Linked DNA regions of Sus scrofa: regions 2 and 3 are each linked to region 1. The links are chromatin contacts, called in public Hi-C maps. All regions are on one chromosome and are shown on one strand. Each heading gives the region's core, a stretch centred on a gene start, on an enhancer-like site or on the middle of the called end of the contact. The rest is flanking DNA. Distances are from core to core; before and after follow the strand shown.

The links. Hi-C and Micro-C count contacts between places; a contact is called where the count stands out from the background.
Region 2: a contact with region 1 is called in a Hi-C map of liver, with 9 times the contacts expected there. The contact joins two enhancer-like sites. A contact is called at or near these places in 1 of 5 promoter capture datasets (fetal liver) and 5 of 47 Hi-C or Micro-C datasets (embryonic fibroblasts, liver and skeletal muscle).
Region 3: a contact with region 1 is called in a Hi-C map of liver, with 6 times the contacts expected there. The contact joins two enhancer-like sites. A contact is called at or near these places in 6 of 47 Hi-C or Micro-C datasets (embryonic fibroblasts, liver, mesenteric adipose tissue and 1 more) and 2 of 2 datasets of contacts at active chromatin or transcription factors (alveolar macrophages and skeletal muscle).

What each region holds. Positions count from the first base shown.
Region 1 is chr6:68,887,932-68,892,778 of Sscrofa11.1, forward strand. No RefSeq gene overlaps it. Among named protein-coding and RNA genes, the nearest start is that of SLC45A1, 44 kb to the right of the region's middle. Within about 2 kb of position 2,935, at least 27 of the 83 cell types and tissues checked have an H3K27ac peak or open chromatin away from gene starts, as enhancers often do. A contact at or near this core is called in fetal liver, liver and skeletal muscle, where this site is marked.
Region 2 is chr6:68,635,642-68,640,488 of Sscrofa11.1, forward strand. It overlaps PARK7 (Parkinsonism associated deglycase), which reads left to right. Exons shown (of 7, transcript NM_001078663.1): 6 at 3,660-3,746. Among named protein-coding and RNA genes, the nearest start is that of TRNAE-UUC, 6.2 kb to the left of the region's middle. Within about 2 kb of position 2,045, at least 9 of the 83 cell types and tissues checked have an H3K27ac peak or open chromatin away from gene starts, as enhancers often do. A contact at or near this core is called in fetal liver, liver and skeletal muscle, where this site is marked.
Region 3 is chr6:68,743,884-68,748,730 of Sscrofa11.1, forward strand. No RefSeq gene overlaps it. Among named protein-coding and RNA genes, the nearest start is that of ERRFI1, 64 kb to the left of the region's middle. Within about 2 kb of position 2,503, at least 29 of the 83 cell types and tissues checked have an H3K27ac peak or open chromatin away from gene starts, as enhancers often do. A contact at or near this core is called in liver and skeletal muscle, where this site is marked.

The sequences.
Region 1 (4,847 bases), core at 1,685-4,184:
AGGGTTTTAAGAATATCAACACCTCTTTTCTTACATCAAATCACCAAATACTCATCAGGCATCTCTTTAGATGAGGAACTGGGTTGGATATTGGCCTGCATGGTGAGGTGGGGAAAAAAGCCACAATCCCAGCCCTTGTGGGGCAGGAAGGTAAACAGACAGTAGTGAAAGAATCACCCAAATACATAATTACCAACTGGTATAGGTGATATAAAGACAAGAGCCAGGGTGCTAAGAAGAGGATCTGATCTATTCTAGGGAAGTCTTTTCTCAGGAAGGGACACTGGAGCTGCAACTCAAAAGATGAGTGGGAGGAGTTCCCATTGGGGCTCAATGGGTTAAGAACCTAACTGGTATCTATGAGAATGCTGGTTGGATCCCCAGCCTCCATCAGAGGGTTAAGGATCCGATGTTGCTGCAAGCTGCAGTGTAGGTTACAGACACAGCTTGGATTCTGTGTTACTATGGCTGTGGCTGTGGTGTAGGCCAGCAGCTCTGATTCAACCCCTAGCCTGGGAACTTCCATATACCAAAGGTGTATTTCTAAAAAGAAAAAGAAAAAAAAAGAAAGTAAGTACCATTTAAGAAGGAAAGATGGAGTGTGGGTTGGAGAGCATTCCTGGTAACGATATTTGCATGTGCAAAGGCCCTGAGGCCCAAAGGAGCTGGATGTGTCCAGGGACATGAAAGAAGGTGGTTTGAGCTGAAATGTGAAGGATGAGAATGAGGGACGTGGGGGTCAGGCCTGGAGGCTGGAGAGACCAGGTTAAGGTGAGGCATCCTTGGTCAGAACCAATTTCTCCTTTATAGCCTCTGTGTTTATGGCTAAGAATGGCAGGCACCCAAGGCTTAGGCTCACAGCACATGGTGTGCTCCTCTCTAAGCTTTGCCATGTCCTTGGTTGAATTCACCATCCATCACCCTGGCGGTTTCCTTGATTGGTTCATCCATTCATTTATTCCACAGGTATTTACTGAGCACCTGTGACGTGCTGGCTAATCCATTCATCTTAGATGTTGGTAAGTTCCTAGAGATGAACAAAAAGGGAAAAGACGTGGAGAGTCCACTGGGCCCTGCAATGGAAGCTGAAGCAGCCAGAGCTCTGAGCAGCCCCCATGAAGCTCGAAGGAAGGAGGTAGTTGAGCCCTGGAGGTGGAGATGGGATCTTTTTCCTCCATCTTTGGAAGGAAGGGGACGTCACAGATGATTTTCAGCCAGTAAGTTCCTCCATCAGGTTTATAATTGCATATGTTCCCAGGCTTGGTGGAGGACAATGAAGCCAGGGCAGCAAAGAGGACCCCTGAGGTCCCAGGAGGCCATTTCATGGTCCAGGTGGAAGGTGAGAATGTCCTGAGGGGGGGAGGCAGTGAGCACAGAGCGATGTGGGTGGATGGCGCCAAGGTCTTCAGGAAGGACAAACAATCCATAAGACCTGCCGAAGGGTGGGAGAAGGTCGGGGGACCCCAGGATGTGGGCCCAGGTCCTGGAAAGCAGAACTGGGGAGGATGCCATTTGATGAGAAATGGAAACTGAGAAGGGCCTGGCGGACAGGGAGGACCTTGAGTTGGGTCTTGAGTTGGGTCTTGGTGACTCAGGGCAAACAGCATGACAGAACAGGTGGAGAAGGAGCATCATGCACATGTGAGATATTTGGTGGATGGAGGACAATAAGGTCTTTAGATACATTGAACATTGGGAGTCAAAGAGGTAGAGGTGACAAGGACGGACGCAGGTCTCCAGCTTGTACCATCTAGAAAGGTGGTCGTGGGGATATAGGGGCAAATGCATTTCCTTATTTTTGCCATTTGCCTTGGACTTTTGCTTGAGGTGGGGTTAATACAGCTCACTGCAGGGAGATGGTTTGCCCCGGCCGGTTTATGAGCGTTGAGGTGAAATATATCAGATGACAGAAATTTCGGGCCACGCTACACCAGTATCCTACAAATGAGGTCTTCAGTATCCCCAGGAAATAACACAAAGCCCTGCATTACCCAGAGTTCGTCCATCACGTCCAACCTCAGGAGGCTGTGCGTTTGCTTATGATAAACTCCCAGAGCATCTCCCTAAAAGCACTGAATTCCAGGAGCAACTAAGAAAAGTCTCCGACTGTAAGTTGACCCTGTTACCTGCGCACACCTGCTGAATCGCTTTTTAAATGCTCACCAAAACGACAGTGTCTCTTGTTTCCGGTACAACTTGGAGCCACAAAAACTAATTATATCACCTTCAAAATCCGTCCGTCCCGTGGTTTGCATCCAAAGGTCAACGTGCAGACGAGAAATGGTCTAGTGCTTTCAAACGCAGGGCGCAACACATAAATATTTATCACAGGAGGACAGGAACTCGTTGTACACGTGTGTTTACCTTATCAGGCAGTTACCTGGGGCAACGAGTCCTCTGTCTGCTTCCTGTTCCCAATTCCTTTTGTCCAAGACCTTGGGCAATTGTTTATTTGACGGAGCGTTCCGTACCATTCCCTCTCTTCTGGGAATAAGGGCACAGGATGCTAAACAAACATATCTCCTGGTCACCGATACCTGGTTTCTGGGGAGGAGAGGGTTCTAGGTGTTTGCTAGAAAGATCCAACAGCAAGGGAAAACTGTGGTTATACCCAGCAGAGAACAGAAAGCCCGCCTTTCTCCAGCCAGGGCTGGCTTGTTTTGATGAGCGTTTTGAATGCTCTCCATGGACTTTATGGAATGTTCCGGCTTTCGATAGTGAAGGTGATACAGCAGATGTACAGGCAAACAACAGTTGCAAGTGTGGCCTGTGGCAAAACACAGCCTTCCGTTTTATGGCTCTTTGCTATGTTTATAAAAACGCGAATGTTAGAGAAACGGTGGCCAGGCTGGCTTTCCTCTGGCCACATATTTGTTTTGGCCACTCTGAGCTTGCATTTCACAAGTTCTCATACTAACTAGCTCAAGCCTTTGTTACATAAGAAAGCCCAGCTGGGCCGGGTGCCAACGAGTCAACTCAGCATTTTTCCACCTCCCCACCGCAGTCCAGAGGAATGGATTCAAGGATCTTCAGCGTAGACGATCTATCAGACCCTATTTCCAGTCTGTTTAGTCTCTTCTCCTTGCCGAGCTACTAACTCTGAAGGTTTACCAGCAACTCTGCATGGTTACAGTTTCATTTGCATTTAATTTGCATATATTTTAATTTGCACTTAATTTGTGTGGGCCTTTGTATCTCTCCTTTCTGAATTGCCTGTGGTCCTTGGCTCATTTTTTTTTTTTTTTGGTCTTTTGAGGGCTGCACCCACGGCACCTGGGCGTTCCCAGGCTAGGGATCTAATTGGAGCTGTAGCCACCGGCCTACACCACAGCCACAGCAACACCAGATCCAAGCTGGGTCTTCAACCTACACCACAGCTCACGCAACAATGGATCCTTAACCCACTGAGTGAAGCCAGGGATCAAACCTGCATCCTCATGGTTACTAGTTGGATTCGTTTCCACTGAGCCACACAGGAACTCCCTTTATTTTTTCTGTCCATGAAGAAGTTCCTGGGCCAGGGATTGAACCTGCACTATAGCAGCCATCCAAGCTGCTGCAGTGACAACGCCAGATCCTTAACCCACTGCGCCACCAGGAAACTCCTGCCTACATTTTTCTACTGGAGTTTTAATATCACTTCTGTAAAGGATATTAAGCAGATCAGCACTTCTTTGTTATATAAAATTACCATCTATCCCTTGGGCACCTCTCTGGTTCCTGGGCATTTGGTTCTAAATGTTCCCCTTCCAAGTTTCATTCGATATCTTCCCAATGAATTTTCCAAAATTTGGCAAACAAATTCATGTTAATATTCAATGATGGAGTGAGAACAGGGTTTGGTCTCTCTTGTGCATTTTGAATCCCAGCACCTAGCTGGGCCTCGGCCAATTAGGCATTGGATAAATATTTGTCTGATGGACAGAAAACCTAAAAATCCGTGTCGAAATTATTCTCTAGTGTCCCTCAAACCACCCCCTTACTGGGAAAGAAAGAAAGAAAGAAATCTAACCTATTTATCCTAATCCCAACATCAACCTCTCCTTCTTGTGATTATTTTAACAGTTCATCTAGGTATTTTCTTGGAGTTCCCCATGTGGCTCAGCAGATTAAGAACCCAACGTAGTGTCCGTGAGGATATGGATTCGAGCCCTGGCTTCACTTAGTGGGTTAAGGTCTGGCATTGCCGCAAGCTTTAGCATAGGTCACAGATATGGCTCGGATCTGGTGGGGCTGTGCCTGTGACTTCGGCTGGCAGCTACAGCTCTGATTCGATCCCGACCCAGGGAAATTTCATATGCCTCCAGCGTAGCTGTAAAAAGAAAAGAAAAAAAATTTTTGACATACAATATTTAAAAATGCATATGGCATGTAGGTTGTACCCCAAAGTATGGGCATACTTACAGCTTTGCTTCTGAAATCCTTCCTGATGTATTTTAAGGGCTTTTGACCACAGCGATCCTTTTAGGCAGTATCACTGATGGAGCAGTGTCCTGTAACTCCCTGAAAAGTGATATAATGGAGCGTATTGCCCTCTAATTATAATCAGTGTTACAATGCCAAGTTTCCCTGATTCATCAGCTTGTACTTGTCCACCCTGAAACGAGTTTTCAGGGCTATGCAAACCCCATGCATGTGGGACAGAGGCTGTGCATCACAACCGTGGAATGAACTGAGGAATTCTGGGAGTGTCCCTCTTGCTCCAGAACCTCCCCCACATCCAAGTTCAACAGCGCCTGGGCCACCCGAGTTCATCCATTCCCCATTTATGGGGCGCTGACTGTGTCGGATATCACGCGAGGCACCGACAGCAGGGATGTGTGCCTGCGGCTAACAATTTCCAGGCG
Region 2 (4,847 bases), core at 795-3,294, 250 kb before region 1:
GGACGTGGGTTCGATCCCTGGCCTCGCTCATTGGGTTAAGGATCTGGCATTGCCATGAGTTGTGGTATAGGTCACAGACATGGCTAAGATCTGGCGTTGCCATGGCTGTGGTGTAGGCTTGGCAGCTGTAGCTCTGATTCAACCCCTAGCCTGGGAACCTCCATATGCTGCGGGTGTGGCCCTGAAAAAAAAAGCAAATGGGAATACGTCTTCATTGTAAAATTCTGTTCCAAATACTTCTCCATGAAGCATGAGGGGCATCTGTGCTAGTGTATTTAGTTTGGGTGGCGTGAATTGGTGTCATTTCGGAAATGGCTGCAGTTCCATTTTCTGCGTCTCTGAGCCTTTGGTCCACATTCTGTGAAACTTAGTGGTTTTCCATGTTCGGTGGACCGTGAGGGAAATAGGGCCCCTGGAATTCAGTAAATAGCCCGTTACAGCAAATCCCCCTGCCAGAAGGTAGAGCTGCCAGTGCGTAGTCAGCAGGAATCGGGCAGATGTCCACACAGCAGCTCTGCCCTGCGCTCCCCCTGTGGTGCTTTCCGCCTGACGCCCAGTGTCGCGCGCTCGTGGGGTCTTAGGTGCTGTGTGAGCGCCCACTTAGGTTAGAGTAAGGTGGTTCATGCTCCGTAGACGTCCCCACATCTCTGAAAACTGCGAGCACTTGGTTTTCTGACGCTTTAAAACCCATTCTTTTTGCCCTAGTATCAGATGATATTCTGCCGTCTTGCCTTTTTTTTTCATAGTTTAATTTTGGCAGATGCTCTTCTTGTTCGTAGGTCTTTAGTAAATGTTTGCCAGAAGAGCGAATACGTAAACGACTGTCTGGATGGTTAGACAAAATGCCATGTTGATGTTTGTTTCCTACAATAGACTTTTTAAAAGAAGCCGTAGACCAGGGATCTGGGCAGTCTGCACTAGAGTGGTGGTTCTCAGTTTTTCAAAGGGTGTGGACGGCCCGAGCAGACGCTGCTAACACTTGCCCCGCTGCTCCTCCTTCTCCTCACAGGAGTGACGTCCTCGTGCGACGGTGTCGTCCTTCAGGCCTGGCTTGTGTGCTCGCCTAGTCAGTCTCGTTTGCGAGCCCTCCCCGGGTTTCATCTCTAACTGGCGTGGCCGTCCTTGGTCGGTGTCACTCACGCAATAGCCGAAGGGTCTCAAGGCCTCAGTGTTGGAGAACCTCTGCTCCAGCACCAGGAAGGCCTGAGGGGCCCCCACCTGGCAGACCCCGGCCTTGGGTTCCAGTTGACACTGATCTCTGACCTGCCCTTGGGGCTCAGGGGTTTATCTGCTGAAGGACACTGCAGCCAAGCAGCCACATCCCTGTTTGAGGAGGAAGAGAGAGGTTCTGTTGGTCGGTGAAGGACCTGGCCCGGTCCATCCCCACGAGCCCCCTGCCCGGGACACTGCCTCCCTCCCTGTGCTTCAGCCAGGGGAGGAGGGAAGGAAGGGTTTGGGGAGCGCCGGTCCCCTTATCCGCCGAAAGCGAAAACCACCTGTCAGCGTGTCCTTTGGGGTCCCCGTGGCGGCACAGTCATCAGCCGCATCTGGTTCCCGCCTCTGCTGGGGCAGGCGTGAGGACCGGGCTCCCAAGGAGCCAGCCCGAGGCTCGCGCACACCTGCCTCCGGACGTCGGCGGTGCCTTGACCGTGCTGCACACACGAGGAAGAGGTGGGGGGTGGTGAGGTGAGGAGTGACCCGAGCGTGAGCGCGATGGGGAGCCTCGAAGGCCGGGACTCGGGTGTTTCACGTCGGCCAGGGAAAGCCAGGTGGTCCTTAAGTGCTGCAGGTGGGAGGTGGGGCTGTTCATTGAGCTCCAGGAATATTAGCTTCACCCTTAAGTGACTGAGGGAGACCCGCTGGAAAGGAGATTCTCGCAAGAAGAAAATAAAGTGAGATCCACTCTGGGCAGGGCAGGGGGAGGGAAGCCTGGACGGGAAGGGGCAGCTGGCACATGCTGGGTTCCAGGCATAAGCACAGGCCAGGCACCAGGGACCAGGGACCAGGGACGGGACAGCTGGAGGGGCAGGGGTGGCCGTGATGGTCCTTCTGCGAAATCACCACACGGTGGCGCCCTTGGCCTTCTCCGGTTCCGCCAAGGCTTCTCTTTTTTCTGTCTGCTGTGCCCCTGCTTCGAGCTGGACCCCGGCTGCAGACGTGGCCACCTTTCATCCTTCAGCGCTTCAAGTGGCAGGAGTAGTTAAATATCGCCTCTGGCTTTCCAGATAGGATTCTTAAGCCCCAGAAGGCGTCACTGCGAGTGCACATACATTTATTAACGTTATTATAGGCGGTGATTTTATCACCTGAGGGCACAGCCCGGCAGTTCCGGACTCACTGTGTGAGCCCGGTCTTCACTGTAGCATCGCTCATCTCTTTACATTTGCTTGAAAATACAGGATAATGGAAGTTACTTCTTATTTCCTAAAATCTTACAAAATAAGAAAGTAATTCATGAATATCCATTCAAATAAAAGTGGAGTGATAATGACTCAACTTTTATAGACTTCTGACGTCTGCTGCCATACGTAGCTCTTGTATGCTGAGGGCAAGCAAGGCGGAAGGGGACACCAGCGGTGCTGAAAGGTTTCTGATGTCCGGTATAAGTGAGGACTCGGTTTGGCACCTGGGGGTAGGCAGAAAGCTTATGTCATGATATGTTATTGGTTTGCTCCTCCTGTTAGTAGCATCTAAGATCTGAGTGGCCTGTGGTCTGTTATATAACTACTTTTCCCTTGGAACCTTCTGGAAAAATGAAAGGTCAGCCAGAGCAAATGCTCAGGTTTGCAGAAGGTAAAGTGTACAGATTCTGTTCTAGGGCTTTGGCCCTGCTGCCCTGGCCGGTGAAGGTCAGGCTGCTCTTCTGAGGTTTTTCTAGGTGGTGGTGGTGATTTTTTGGTGGCTTAGCGAATGCTTGTGATTACCAGGGAAGTTGGCCATTTTCAGTTGACTACACATCTGGATAAAAATCTTGTTAGTACCTGCTTTTTTATAAACTTCCTTTTAAGAGGAGAGGCCTAGGGGGTCACAACTGGCGTTTGTGCTCATATGTTCTCGGGGTCATGGCTTTTAGGAGGAAAGGCCGGTGCTTTTATGTCTCAGACGTGGGCGTCTCGGGGGCTCTCCTTGGGCTGGGACAGTAGTTCCTGTTCAAGTCAGTGATCTCCCTGCAGGACGTGTTGCGATAGGCAGATGGGCCAGTGTGGCCTTTTCCTTTTCAAGTAGGAGAATGAAACTGTCCCAGAGGTTCAGAGAGCGCGAGGCCCTTTAATGTGTACCTGGGTCTTTGATCTGCAAGGAGTAAGACCAGGCATTTAGCCCTCGGGGGTCTCCGCTCCTGGCTGTCCCTGTAAGCCCGGCAGCCTGTCCCTCCAGGGGGCCGGGTCTGTGTATCTCTTTGCTCCTTGGGTATGAAGGTAAATCTTTCCGATTAAATGGACACGGACGTATTTTGAGTTTGTATGTTTTTGCCACGTGTGCTCGGCAGACGGTTTACTGTCCACGTACCTTTCCTCTCGCGCTGAGAAGGTTTAACTTCAGAATGCCAAGTGTATCTTAAATAAGAGCCTCCTGGTGTTGAAGAATAATTTTGCTTGGTTGCTACAATTTTTAAAACATGAGTTTTTCTATATCGCCGCTTCATTTCTTCTTCTTTTTAGGTCCCACGGCTCTGTTGGCTCATGAGATCGGTTTTGGAAGCAAAGTTACGACGCACCCACTTGCTAAAGACAAGATGATGAACGGAAGTAAGTAGATGTACGTGTGTGCGTGTGTTCTCGGGCCACTGTACCATCTCGTTGTCTCCCGCTCGGTAGATGCGGTGACAAAACGAACTCCTGGGTCTTCTCCGTGGGGGGGGGACGGCTTCCTTGCTTCGCCGGAGCGCGAGAGATGAGCGCACGCGGGTCTCCGAGTACACACGCCCGGGGGCATGAGTGCTGAGCCAGAGGCCAGCCAGATTCTGGTGCTCACGGATGGACGTGGTGGCCAATGCCAGTTTAAGAAGTATTTTTACTAGATACGGTGCCAGCGGTCTGAGGGTAAATTTTAAACCTTGACGGCTATTTCAGAAGGTGCCCTTTTGCCCCTGGTCCCCCAAGGTTAAATGGACGTTGCTCCCTTCCCCAGAGGCAGGCCATTCGCCTTGCTGACAGGATACTTTTGTAAATATCAGTTAGACGTTGAATGTTTATTAACTTATTTTTATGAAAACAATTTCCATCCGTGTGGGAAAAAGAGGCAGTGCAGAAAGAGACGAAGTAAAAATAAATGTTTCTAACTACCACCCCCTTTTCTGCTTTGTAGAGGCAATTTCTGTCAAAAGTCTCTTGTGTAACTCTCTAGTAGTTTAATGTTTTTCTCAAATTGGATTTAGTAAATACATTCTGGAGCTTGCTTTTTTAACCTAACTTTGTATCCTTTACTTTTTTTTTTTTTTTTTTTGGTAATTTATCAAGTTAGTTTTTTTTTTTTTCCCCCAATTCCCTTATGTTGCTTGTTACTTGAGGTTTATTTTAAAAAGCATGTCATTGCCTCTGCCCTCTGGAAATTAGCAGCTGGCAGACACCTCTGCATCAAATATGAGAACATGAGGCATCTCCTCAGAAACCAGCACCTGGACGTCTGGCTGTGCCGCCGCTGGTGCTTCCTCAGGAGTAGCTCCCTCGTCTCAGTGTGACATCCAGAGCACCAGCCAGGCAGTGTCTCTTGTCCCTAGAGTGCATGTCGAAGGGAGGCAGAGACCCTGGGATGTGCAGAACCACCCAGAGGTTGTCCCAGAGGGTGCAGACCCTGGAGCCACCCCAGTGTGGACGTGTGCAAGGGAACCAGAGCTTTCCACTTGGAAG
Region 3 (4,847 bases), core at 1,253-3,752, 140 kb before region 1:
TATGGAAGTTCCCAGGCGAGGGGCTGAGTCTGAGCCACATCTGCGACTTACGCCACAGCCCCAGCAACGTCTGATGCTTAACCCACTGAGTGAGGCCAGGGATAGAACCCACATCCTCACAGAGACAATGTCAGGTCCTCGACCCATGGAGCCACCATGGGAACTCCTCCCCTGAGGGGCTTTGAGCTGAGAAGTGACCTGATCCAAATTGCGTCTTAGCACCTGAAGCTAGAGAGCCATTGAGAGGCTCTACTGAACCAGAGAAGGATGCACAGGACTTTTTTGAAGAAGGCAGAGGCTCTTCTCAAGGTTTGGAGACAGGTCAGCTGTCCCCAGACAAGGAAAAAAACAACAATAACAACAAAAAAAACACACAGGAACGGTTGAGATAACTGAGCAATTTCGGATTAAATGTGGGATGTTATTTTTAGAAGATAACATTTTTTTTTTTTTTTTTTTAAAAAGCCCTGTTCCTGGCTTCTTGCTGTTCTTTTACAGCACACCATGGGGAAAGATAAGGAAGCATTGCCTTCTAAGTACAGCCCTGAATTAGAAGACCTTGTTTCCAGTTTGGGTCTTAGTTCGACCTTGTCCTATCCTAGCACTAATGACTTAATCTTTCTGAGGTTTAGTTTCCTCTGTGGCGGGCATAATTGTTCATTACTTTATGGAATTACTATGTCAATTAATAACATGTTTGTAATCTGAGAGTCACCAAGTACTCTGAGTGTCTTTGAAATTGGTATGACATAGAGCGGCTTTGGTGACCAATTAGGGTCGTTATGACAAGAAACACATGGAATTTTAGCACCCAACGTGTTTGTGGACAGGAAAAACTGTGGGCGATCGGGAGGAGGCTAGAGTGATTTTGGAAAGAGATGAGTGCTACAGAGGATGACATTTCATTTCGGGACATTGGGGTGTATGTGACCGGGGATGTCAAAATGTTACTTGGACATTTTAGGAGGATGCGGGGAAAGGACCGACTGCACATCACCTCCTGATGCCAGAATATGGTACTCAGTGCATGTGACATATTTCTCCCTTATTTCTAATCCGCTGTTACATGTGATGAAGATAACTTGTATTTTTGAGCAATGTCTTCAAAACGCTGGCAAGGCTGACTTCTAACACATATGCCATGGATGAGTGTAGGCACATCGATATGGGTGATACTTATTTTTCCTTCTTACGCAAGAATTTCTCAAACAAAAGTGAAATCTCATATAATTTGCCACAATTTCTGATGAATAACGAGATGGACTGCAGTGGATCTTCCTTTTCTTTATTTCTTTCTTTCTTTTTTTTTTCTTTCTTTTTTTTTTTTTTTTTTTTTTTTTTTGTCTTTCTGCCTTTTCTAGGGCCGTTTCCCGAAGCATATGGAGGTTCTAGGCTCAAGGGGTCGAATCGGAGCCATAGCCACCGGCCTACACCAGAGCCACAGCAACACAGGATCCCAGCCACGTCTGCCATCTACACCACAGCTCACGGCAACGCCGGATCCTCAACCCACTGAGCGAGGCCAGGGATCGAACCCGCAACCTCATGGTTCCTAGTCAGATTCGTTAACCACTGCACCACAACGGGAACTCCTCCTGTATCATTTTTTATTAGATTCCACATACTAGTGATCTCAGGGTTTGTTATCTTTTAAAGCAAGATTATCTGTTCAAAGCATCTAGGAACTTAACCTCTACTGCTGCCAAGTGATTTTGTCTGCTTTCTGCAAGATGGGGCATCTTTCTGAAAGACACAGGATAACTGGTGTGACCTTGGTGATGAGAAGGGCATTAAAGGACTTCTGTCCATCAGAGTCAAGATGTTGGTGGTGGCTCCGACAGGGCCCCTTAACATCTTTGTTCATTCAACAGATACTTTTTGATCATAGACTGTGTTGGCGCCGCAGGGCATAAAAAAATGGTGGTAAGAAGACATAGTTTCTAGGGCCAATGAGCTTGTAATCTCACAGGGGAATAACCATCGAATCGGGCTATTTGTGATATGTGTCTGAGCAGTTAGGAGCAGCAGGTGGGGGGAGAATCCCCCATCCCTCCATCCTCCTTCCTGGGGAGGGGGGAAGGGAATCCAAAAGTTTGGTATTTGGATGTAAGGTAACAGGGGAGGGAGGCAGGGAGGAGACATCGGAGGAGCTCAACACGGGGTCTGTCCGAGTAACAGCGATTATGGACGGGAACACAATGGCAGGGATTCTGCTCCAAGCCTTGGAGACCAGCCCCCTGTCCCCGGGGTCCCTTGAACCCCGTCAGGTGTGTAACTGATGGAAGCACAGGGCTTCTCCCCACCTCATCCATTCTCCAAGCCATCTAATCACCACGAACACGATCCCATGCGTGGCTTCTGCCAGTTTGGATTTGTCCCCCCCCGGGTTGTCCGTGTCAGCTTGGCAGTGAACGTTGGTGCAGCCTTGGTGGAGAATAAAGGTCACGTACCTACGTGCTCAGTTCTAAATGGGCTGTAATTATACTCAGACGCCATCGTGACTCACCTCTCCCCTCATTAACTCCACCCAGCGAATTGCCTGTTTCATTCAAATGTGAAGTCACTCCATCCACTGTGCTTTTTAAATCTTGGCAGAGATTTAATGATAACTTTTTTTTTTTGGGGGGGGGAATCCAAACGTGGGGATGCCACAGTCTCATGGGAGCCCCCGAGGACTCAGAGGGAGAGGGAGATGCTCTCTCAAGCAGAACCAGGCTCTGTGTTTCTCTCTGAAACCCAGGATCTCCTCCTCCACAATCATCACTGGAGGTGAGAAGGGCCAAGGGTCGGGAGGTGGTGAGTGTGTACTTCAACCAGGGATCAAACAGCACAGCGGAGATTTTGGCTTCTTCGTCTAAATTGATGTAAACGCCTGGCGTGGGGGGAGAAGTCAAAAGCAAACATGAACGTAACATCCTGCTTTCAGCTCTGAGAGGCGGTTCACAGGAAAAGGCTATAAATCAGAAGGAGCTGGCAGCTTCTCCACCGTTGGCACAAGTGACATTTTCCACGGGGGAGTGAGCCGAAGTGCAGGAGGCAGGAAAACATCGGAATCCCTCCAAACGCCTTGTAAACCCGCGTCTCCACGCGCTCTTGTGGAGCATTTAACTACAGTTGGAAAGCTGGTTGTCAGCACAAAGGGGACACAGTTTTTGCTCTTGACATAAAATGCATGTATTTATTTGTCATCATTGCTAAGGTAATTCCACGGGTCTGCAGATGAGTATCTAGAATCCTTCAGGGATGCGTGGAGCTGTCTTTACAAAGAGAGGCTTTGAAGCCAGTACCCTTGGTAATGACATTGAAAGTAGTTTGTTCTCTCCGTAATCGTGACTTTTAAAATACTTTTAACTGTGAAATTTTCCAGGCATAAAATAACGACTTCCAGTTGCTTTAAGATATGCATCGGCTAAACAGTCGCAGGGTGCCCTCACCAGGCTTTCCAAGACCGTAACAATCTTAGTGAGGTCATTTTATCGCCCCATTTTAGAGATGAGGAAACTGAGGCTCAGGGCTGTTGCTTCACTTCCCTAACCTCCTACTAGGAAGTGGCAGAACAGAAACTAAAACCCAGGTCTTCAGGTTGTAAATGCTCTGCCCTTCCAATGTCACCCCTGTCCCGGGAGCAGAAACACTCATCTCTGAAAGGCTGAAACGAAATAATTTACTCTTAACCGAAGGGAAGGGATTTTAAAATCCTCTTGATGAACAGACTTCAGAGCTGAGGGCTGTTGGTTTCTGGATCCCTTCTCATCCATCAAACTCCCTTTGGGGTTTAATATCCCAAGAGGCTACGCCTTGGAAATCCAGCACGCAAGTGAGGAGATTTTTTTCAGGCCAGATCGTACAGCCCATAATGTTTACATGGTCTAGATACATTTTTATGGTTTATTTATATTTCAGTTTCTTAACTACTGGTAGTAAAACTGCCCTTATATAAACATGAAAAAAAATTCCCAACACTCAGTACCATTTTTATCTGCCTTCGCTGTCTCTGAGCCTTTCCGGCTGTTAAATAATACCTCGTCTTTGCTACTGCTGTCCCTTCTCACTTGTTCTGAAATTGGACAGAAGTCTGAGGTCGCTCTGAAGTTAATGATTAATATCATCTCTGTGTGGCCACTATTCATTTCTTGGGAGCCTTCTTGGGTCATCCATTCGTTTCTGGTCTGAAACAGCATCGTGTGGATTCTTAAACAGCCTGGTACAGATACGGATCTCTCAAGAGTCCCACCCGTCACTAAGGGTTTTTTTACCTAATAAACCACCTTTTGATCTCTACTTTTGAACATGCCCCCTTCTTAATTTGTAGCTGTCATGGTCAAGGTCACTTCCTCCTTTACCACGTTGCTCTTCAACCAGTCTTTCTTTCTTCCTTCCTTTCCTTCCTTCCTTCCTTTCCTTCCTTCCTTCCTTCCTCCTTCCTTCCTTCTTTCCTTCCTTCCTTCCTTCCTTCCTTCCTTCCTTCCTTCCTTCTTTCTTTCTTTCTTTCTTTCTTTCTTTCTTTCTTTCTTTCTTTCTTTCTTTTAAATCTGGAAGTAAAGCAGGCCTTTTTAATTTTATTTTATTTTTTGGCCACAGTGTGTCTTGTGGAAGTTCCTGGGCCAGAGATGAGACCTGCGCCATGGCAGCAACATTGCTGGATCCTTAACCCATTGAGCCACCGGGGAACTCCTCAACCAGAGTCTTATTTCAAGGGTAGTACCTTCTGAAGAAAGATTCAGAAATACACAGATTTCGACTAAAAGACATTTCTATTATTTTTATCCAATGCCTGTTTCTAATACATTTTTCTAAACATAATTCTTTTTTATCATCCCAACTCTTATGATTCATTTGAAAGAAAT